Regions from separate parts of the Gossypium hirsutum genome. Here region 1 is linked to region 2. Evidence: chromatin contacts called from public Hi-C data. All regions are on one chromosome and are shown on one strand. The core of a region is the stretch at or near the end of the contact, and the rest is flanking DNA. Distances in the headings are between cores, read along the strand shown.

What was found. A called contact is a pair of places that touch in the nucleus more often than the background predicts.
Region 1: a contact with region 2 is called in a Hi-C map of leaf, with 2.4 times the contacts expected there. The contact joins the promoter of LOC107945262 here to the promoter of LOC107945268 in region 2. A contact is called at or near these places in 2 of 34 Hi-C or Micro-C datasets (both in leaf).

The regions. Positions count from the first base shown.
Region 1 is chrD12:8,116,333-8,121,107 of Gossypium_hirsutum_v2.1, forward strand. It overlaps LOC107945262 (transcription factor BHLH089), which reads left to right and starts at 3,210. Exons shown (of 6, transcript XM_016879206.2): 1 at 3,210-4,035; 2 at 4,470-4,664. The coding sequence starts at 3,772.
Region 2 is chrD12:7,929,602-7,933,907 of Gossypium_hirsutum_v2.1, forward strand. It overlaps LOC107945268 (actin-related protein 2/3 complex subunit 2A), which reads right to left and starts at 2,368. Exons shown (of 10, transcript XM_016879219.2): 1 at 1,947-2,368; 2 at 990-1,056; 3 at 606-813. The coding sequence starts at 2,008.

The sequences.
Region 1 (4,775 bases), core at 1,960-4,459, 190 kb after region 2:
AGCTAGGCATTTCAAAATCAACTCAAAACCTATGCACAAAGAAACAACTACATGAAAGCAAAATTGCTTGGTAAGAAAACGGAAAGTGCCATAACTAACTTACTCTCGAGTGAGTTAGTAAAGTAAATAAATAGTGTCATTAACAAATAAAAATGACATAATGCTGAACATGGAAAAAATCAAACTCATTAATCAATAAGCTCATATGCAAGCATTCATAAACATCTTTAGCTCACTTTAATCCAAATCAAGACATGGTCAAATCATATAAGATTTGTCTCTCTAATAAAATAAAATAGTTAAGCATGGGATAGAATTCAACATATTCACACACTTAGTTTTCGCAATTTATCAATTTAATCATTTTTCAATAGTTCAATGGAGTTAACCCTTAGTAGCCTTAGTAAAACATGACTTGGACACACAAGAAGTCCTTAAACACACTAGATGAATATCACACTATAAATGCATCCCAACCAAACATATAGAAAGTATTGCACTAGAAGTGCATCCAACCAATCACACCAAAGATCTCGTAAAAGAATGAGTCCAATGGTCCGCAAAAAAGTGCCTAACAACAAAATAACAAAAAAAAAGCTCCAACTCCACACAAGAACAAACGCACAATAGATCCTAATTGATGTGTCAACCATGTTCTAACCTTTTACCAAGTTGACCTGGGTAAATTTTACTCATTACAAATAAGCTCATTTAACAAAGGTTATTGCACATAAAATGTTCATTAACATATCACATTTTTAAACTCCTATATCACAAAAGAGATCAGTCTTTTTTATTCCAGTTACTTGGAAACCACCATAGTAGATTGCTATAAGCTTAACATTGATGGATCTGCCATAGATAACCCCGGGAAAGCAAGGGTGAGAGCTTTCATTGATCACACTGGTAGTTGGGTGATTGGAGCTTATCGTCGTATACCAAGAGCCATTGCTATAGAAGTAGAGCTCTGGGCTTTGAGAAATGGTCTTTTATCGACTTCAGATTCAAACATCACCAATCTTGAAATAAAAGTGGTTGCTACTATTATTATTCAGTTTATGTATGTTGTTAAAGTCTTTAACATTATACTATCTCCTTTGATTGATGAGTGTTGGATGCTCTTTCATAGTATGAATTTTAAGTCACTCAAGCATGTCTTTTGGAAAAGAAATAAGTGTGCGGATGAACCAGCCCGACTTAGAAGCAATTATCAACTTTCTTCATCCCAAAATGATTATCTCCCTATTCAAAGCTTGTTTTGTTTACGGAGGACTCCACCCAGCTATTTAAATTCATTGTTAGGGATGTATTTTGTACTAAATAGCACCTTAATTTCATTTTAATGATTTTTAGTTTCTTTATTTGACCTTAAAAAATAATTTTTTATGTCAAATAATATTTCTTATTGTTTAGGAAATTTTATAATTATTTTTAAGTTTTGAAGTGTCTTAGTTTTAATGATGGATTTTGGATCTTGGACTTGAGATAAATTTGATACATATTATCATTTTTATAGTAATAAACAAATTATTTTTGAAAAAAAGTGTTTTTAAAGCTAGTTGAAATCTAAATTTGAATTATTGAAATAATAAATTTGAATTAATTTTAAATTTTAAATTTATAATATTTTAATTCACAAATAAAATTTTAAAATTTATGAATTTAAAAAAATATGAATTTTAATTTTAAAATTTTAAAATTTTAAAATTCAAATCCAAATCCAAATCTGTTAATTTTCCTACAGGTTGACTTACATTTTTTAGACACAATCATATTCCATCGTTTTTCATTAATTTTCCTACATCCACTTTTATCATCTCATCTTTGAAGAATTTGTAGTCAATTCGTAAAACCCAACTCGTATTTGTTCAACTCATGGTAAAAGTATCATGCTAATTTACTCGCCTAATTCCCTCAACCCCTCCTAAAATTGTGAGTTTTGTTTGTGTATTTTGTTTAATCACATGTTTTGTTTGTATATTTTATGTAATCCATTTCCCCTTTCAATTTTATAAAAAAGTTCATTTAATTATTTATTTAAATTTTTTTTTAATTCTTAAATTTGCATTATGTTACTTCAACAATTAATTAATTTTTTTAAAAAAATAATTTTACAATTTATCTTTTTTAATCATTTTAATAATTTTTAAGTATTAAAAAGAATAATTAATTATTGGCATAGCATCCAAGTGGCAATCCACCCGTACCACATCAACAAAATTAATAAATATTAACTTTTTCATCAATTTTAAAATAATTTGATAAACAGCACAAGTTTAAGAGTAAAAAAAGATAAAATTAAATGAAAAACTAAAATAACTTTTTATATATATAATTAGAAAATCAAATAAATCACTGTACCCTTATTTAATGAGATGTGGATATATGTTTACAAATAATTATACTTAACTTCAATAAACACATCCAATATTTCATGTTGTTTCTTCCATTAACCGCTAATTTTGGGCTTTTTATAAAAACGATCTTAAAATTCTGAATAATTATAAAAATGATTAACCTTTTTTATTATGTACGTAAATAGCCTGAAATGAAAAGTAAAAGTTGGTGGAGCAAAAAAGATTGACACCACCTGTATGTATATTAGGAAAAGATTAATATTTCTTAATAATTTGGGGTTAAAAAATAAATAATGATAGTGGAACTATAGAGAATGGCATCACAAAATGGCACCACCATTTTATGGTGTAGGTTTCTTTTAGTATTTTTATTAATCTAAAAATAAAAAATAATATTTTATATGATGCCCGATAATGTGTTAGTTTTTTTAAATGTGTTATTTTTTAAATTTAAAATTAAAAATAATAATTTATTTGGTGCATTCATATAAAAAGGTGTGAAATTATTATCACTTTCTATAAAAATAATTTTTTTTTATTTTGATGGAATCATTCTCTTTGAGATGACCATATATATAGATCTTATTTATATTCTTGTAACAGTTTAATTGGAAAAAAAAAAAAGGAGAAGGAGAGCTCAGAAATTGTGGTGAAGATGAATAGCTCAATGTTTTTTATGTGCTTTTTTTTATGGTGAAATTCTAAAAGGTGATATTTATGGTATATTTCAACGTGGCAGATGGTAGAATTACAATTCAATAAAACTATAAAGTTAGAAAAAATGAAAAGAAAAACTAGTGCGAAAATAACTATTTATTGTGGAAGGGTGATGCCCATAATCTCTACGGATTCACTAAAATCTTGTGAGATGCAATTGTTAGATGGTGATGAATTGGTCACTATAATGGAAATCTTCATTGAAAAAAATCTTCATTCTATTTTTGTAGTACTTTCCTGGGCATGACAGGGAAAAAAAGAGAGAGGAAAAATGGGTGTTTCCATCATGCAAGATCTGAGTGTTAAATAAAATAAAAAGAACCATTTGATTGAAAGAGTGGGGTGGGATCAGATGGCGGAGAAGTGAGGGATAAAAAGAGTTTATAGAAGCATCTCCTCCGAGTGGAAGTGATTTATAAGCTGGCAACTCCCGAGGTGTCTCTTTCGCAAAACAGGTGAAAAAAAAGCAAAGAAACAGAATACTACTGTTACTGTTAGTATTAAAGAAAGAAAGAAGCTTTTAAAGTCCATAGATAGAAATCAGGTCCAAGGATATCAACGCACTACAGACAAATTACAATTATATTATTAATAATCAAATACCTATAATATTTATATATAGGAAAACCCCACCCTTACTCAATAAAGCTTCAGACTGGGTTTTCTATGTGAAGTTTAGGATTTTTTTTTCTTTGTGATGGATCCGCCAGCTATGATGAGCGATGGAAGGTACAATCTAGCAGAGATCTGGCAGTATCCCATGAGTGAGTCTGGGATAAGTAGGGGTCAGTTCGGACATGGGTTGGCTCAGTTCGGGGACCCCAGTCGAGAGGTTTCCGGCAATGATCCGGGTAGCTTGGAGCAGCAGCAGAGAAGGGGTGGTATGAGGAGAAGGCGTGACGGAGAAGTTGAAACAGCTAAGGTTGTCTCTACTAGCTCCACTAGTAGTGGCAATGCCGTGGTATTCATTTTCTCCTTCCTTCCACTTTTTTCTTTTTCTTTAACCAATTGGATTTTCTTTTCTTTTTTTGTGATCTGAATTTTACTAATTCGGATGGGCACCTTTTATTTTAGCTTCTTTCCAAAGCTTTTTACCTTTGAATGTTATATGTTGTTGGGGATTTGGGATTTCCTCTTTCTTAGTTTATGGTGATTCTTATAATTATATTAGAATAGGAATGTTGAGGGGTGGCACTGAGTGTTGATCTGCAATGGTGTGAATTTAACTACAAATAAATAATTCTTGTTTATTTTGTTTGAATTCTCGTATTATTGTGTTAATATCATGGAAAATCGAGATTGCAGCACGAGTCTATGGAGAAGTGATGGAATTAAGCATTCAAGAAATATAAATTTTTGGATTGAAAATGACAGTTTTGTTTATAATCTGTATAGAATAATGGTGAGGGGAAGAGAATTAAAGCAGCAGGAGGCAGAGAACAAAATCATGAATCTAGAGTTGAAGCAGAACCCAGTTCAGGCAAGCTTGTGGAAGAAAAAGCTCAACCTTCCGAGCCACCTAAACAAGATTACATCCACGTACGAGCGCGAAGGGGTCAAGCTACTGATAGCCACAGCTTAGCTGAAAGGGTAATTTGCTTCGGTATAGGGTTAAAATCAGTCTTAAGTACTTGTGTTGGACCAAAATTTTATATAAAGTACATTCCTTTTGATTGTGAAACTGATGTTTCTTTTACTATT
Region 2 (4,306 bases), core at 1,118-3,617:
ATGGGGCAATAAGCCCAGCCAGTGCAAGCAATAAGAGAACACTACATAATTTCAGTTTTTGGAGCACACTTTAAATGCAGTAAGCTGATTCTATTTGTTATGACACTGACCCCCTTGGTCACTGGTCAGATTATCATTATTTTCTATGACAAGCACCCTTTCTTATACGGGTATGATTTACGTTGCATATGCATCTGAAACTATCAGAGAACCATCCTATTTGACATGGAAGCTACTTAGTACAAGCATGCTACAAAATATGATTGATCTCTTAACCTAACGCTACTATTGTGTTCTGGAAAAGGGGTGTGTGTACATATATATACTTATAGCTATGAGTTCTCACCTAGGAATCTTCTACCTTTCAACTACAGGTATAACAGTACTTACTAAAATCCAAGCTTAAAACCAAGAGAATTAAGCACAGAAAAATTAAGAAAATGTCTTATCAAATAATAAAGAACCTTAGACGCATTAATGTACTCCAAATACTAGTTCCTTAAGTCATTTTTAATCAAGGACAGGAATTTTCAACATGCTGATGCCAATACTTTGTCATATAACCGTGCAAGCTCATAATGACCTAAGAAAATGAACTTGTTGACCTTCATCTTGAGGAAGTTTGGACAAATTCAGTTTCAATGTCAGATTGAAGCCATCCCTTGGAGGATCAAGAATTTGCACGATTACACCATAAGCTGCTTTAATAGCTTCTATGGCTCCAAATGGAAGTCCACCAACGAAAACAGTTTCCAGAGGTGGGGTAGGTAATGATAATGAAAGCAGTAGAATATGGGGATTCTTCATTGACACCTGCATATCATTTGCAAATTACATGAGCATAATATAATTACAGTGGCTTTTGTACCTTAACTATAAGTTCAGAGAGCCCAGAGGAGCAAAACGAAATACATGAGTATGAATAATTCATAATACAATCACTCAATTTCTTTTACATAGGTGTAACAACGAAAAAGCTTCTAAATCACCTGAACATGGTAACGAACATCATCAAATTCAACCCAGTGATGGTCTAGTTCAATACACTTTTCAAGACTGCAAAAGCGACATGAGAGAAATCAGCAAGCTGAGAAAGAAAGTGTAAACAATAAGCAGAAAAGGTCCAGGTAGCCTGAAAATTATTCAGTTTTTACACCCAAAATAAATAAGAATGTTTGTACACTCAACACCAGGATGTATAATTGAAATACAAATATTAAAGCACAGCACATCATGGACAGCATGCTTGGCATAAAAGAGTAGGCATAGTTCCAACTTGGTCCACACCTTTAACATATTACTAAACCGTAAAACACAAAAAACCCTAGAGCTTAAACACATTTGAAAATTCTAACCGTATCCAATTGTTCTTGATGATCTATTGTTAGTCTAAAAGTTAACAATCCTGTATACTGATCTTGTCCACATATTACTCTAATTTAGATATTTATTACAGTTTTGAATGGGAGTTTGTATATTTCATGTTAATTACTATTAATAAATATAAACTTTAAAAAAAACACTAATTCTGGGAAAACTTAAGCGACAAAATTTTAAAGAGGGCTATATTTGATGATAGTATCGTCAGTGGAGATGATACATCTCTGGCATACCAAAGCGTAGGGTAGGAGGTCAGGTATTTAAAAGTAACAGAACTAGTTAAAAAAAATGAGACGAGCAACGCACTGCAAGCAACAATGGAAGATTGATTAGGAAAGGAACCATCAAACTCATAAGAGAAGGTTGTAAAGAATGAAAAATACATCTATGAATTAGAAATGTAGTTGGAATCCTTGACCTGACTCTGCTCGAATTCCCAACATGTCTTTCAAACATCAAATACATACAAGAACTGTAATTAAAGAAGTAAAATAAAAGAAATCAAATCAAATGATAAAAGCTTATACTTATCGGATTAAAAGAAAAGAAAACGAAGGAAAAAGTACTTCTGAATTCGATTCAGCAAAGTCTGGAGAAGGAAACGTGAATGGGACTGTAAAAGTATCATCGATTTCTTTCTCCGTCGATCGAAAAGGACAAACAAGACCAAAATCGAACTATCTCTCCGGCTCCTTCCTTTCGGTGCCAATTATCGTTTAGAGCCGGGATCTGTTGCTTCTATTGCAGTGTTTTTACTTTGGAATAGGCTTTTTCCGGACGGAGGATCAAATCACCCGTTAAATACTTCTCTTAAAAGAATAAGTTAGAAATAAATTAAAGCGATAATCACAGAATTGCTACTGAAATTTGGCAAACATTCTAATTTGGTACCTGAATTTTGGAAAAATTGATTTTGGTACTGAACTTTAACATTGTTTATCTATGTGGTAGTACCTTTGGCTGAAGATGTTAATTTTTTACTTTTCAGGAACCGAAACTCAATCGTGTAAGTTATGTAAAAATATTTTAATTGAACAAGGGCCTAAGATCAAAATATGCCTTTAATTTTTTTGATTTAATTAAAATAATAAAGTACCCCTTAAAATGTATTTTATAAATATTAAAGAAAATAAATTAAAAAATTTAACTTTTTGTTTTTTCTTGTCTTCCTTCTTCCGTGAAGAGAATTAGGCGTCGTTGCCATTATGCTACCGTCCAGCCAAAATTTTGACAGAAAGATTCGCCTCTTTCTCTTCTTTCTAGTTTTCCGGTTAGCTTTCTTGAACATCTTAGTTAAAATTTCACAATATTTAGAACTTTTAGAGCCCTGATCTGCAAATCTGGTCATTAAACCATCATGGAATTTTGACTGTGGCTTCCTCAAGAACCAGAAACTTGAAATGGGCTTTGGTTTTGATCTGCTTGGATTGATGGGTTTGATTTGTGATGTTAATTTTTTGGGCTTTGTGTTCTAATGGATTGGTGAGTTTGAGTGAATATGTTTAGTTGTCTCGGAATTGGAGGTTGTCAATTTGGTTTTGGTAATTGAGAATTGGCAATGTTGTTAGGGGATAGAAATGTTCTTAATTTAAAAAAAAAAAACTTTAAAATGACTATTTAAATTGATTTATTGCAAAAGGGTTGTTTACTTTTTTAAAAATTCATGAAATTAAGGTTTGAATTAGATGAAAAGAATGTGAATGATTAATTTGAAGAAAATTAAAAGAAGAATAAAGAAATCAATATGGTTTTTAAGTGGCAGAGAAACATATTTTCTGCTTTCTCCAAGACAATGAAGTTAATTTCAATTTTTTAAATTTATTTTAGTTAAAAATAATTAGTTTGAACATTAAAAACATAAAAAGGTGAAAATGAAAAGAAAACCTTCTTTTTAATTATTTATTCTTACGTCTATGGTATATTATTTAAAAATAAAATATGCGGCACCTTATGATTAGGTCACGTGTCCTGACAAATTTAAAATTGACTTTCTTTTTTAGGTTCAAGTACCACATTAAAAGATTTGTCAAAGTTTAAATACCAAATATGCCATTATCTCGAAATTAAATATTGAATATATCTAACATTGATGTTAAATAGCCATTAAACAAAACTACATTAACAAATTTATAAAAATTAAAATAAAAATCAAACATGAATTTAGTTAAGATGGTAAAGTTGTGATAAATGAAAGCTATAATAGTTTAGGTTTAAATCTCATGATTCTCATTATTAGTATGAATTTTTTTTAAAAAAAATTATTATAATGTAAAAGACATAAATGCCCTAAAAATATTGGTTCCTTTGTAAAAAGAACAAGCTTAACATAGTGTAACACCCCTAACCCATATCCGTCGCCAGAATAGGGTTACGGAGCATTATCGGAATAAACAAATCAAATACATACATTTCATATTATTTAACATTCATGTTAGATATTATTCATAAAGTCCCTTATATGAGCCCTCGAGGCCCAAAACATACATTAGAAATAAGTCGGGACTAAATTGAGTATTTAGAGAATTTTTCGCAAAATTTTAAAATTTTTCCAAGGTACAGGGTCACACGCCCCTGTAGCCAGGCCATGTGAGCACGCTCGTGTCTCAAGCCATGTGGATATTCGAAATAGGGCACACGGCCATATCCCAGCCCATGTGCATACCCGTGTAACTCTCTGACTTGGGTCACACGCCCGTGTTCTAGGCCGTGTGAACATGAAAATTTGCATTAAATAGGTGTAGGGGTCACACAGCCAAGCCGCACGCCCATGTGCCAGGCCATGTGATCAATTTTTAAGTATTCTGTTTTGAAATTTTTAAGATGCAGGGGACACACGGCCAAAACACACGCCCATGTGCTAGGCTATGTGTCACACACAGCTGAGATACACGTCCGTGTCTCTACCCGTGTAGATAAAATAAGGTCA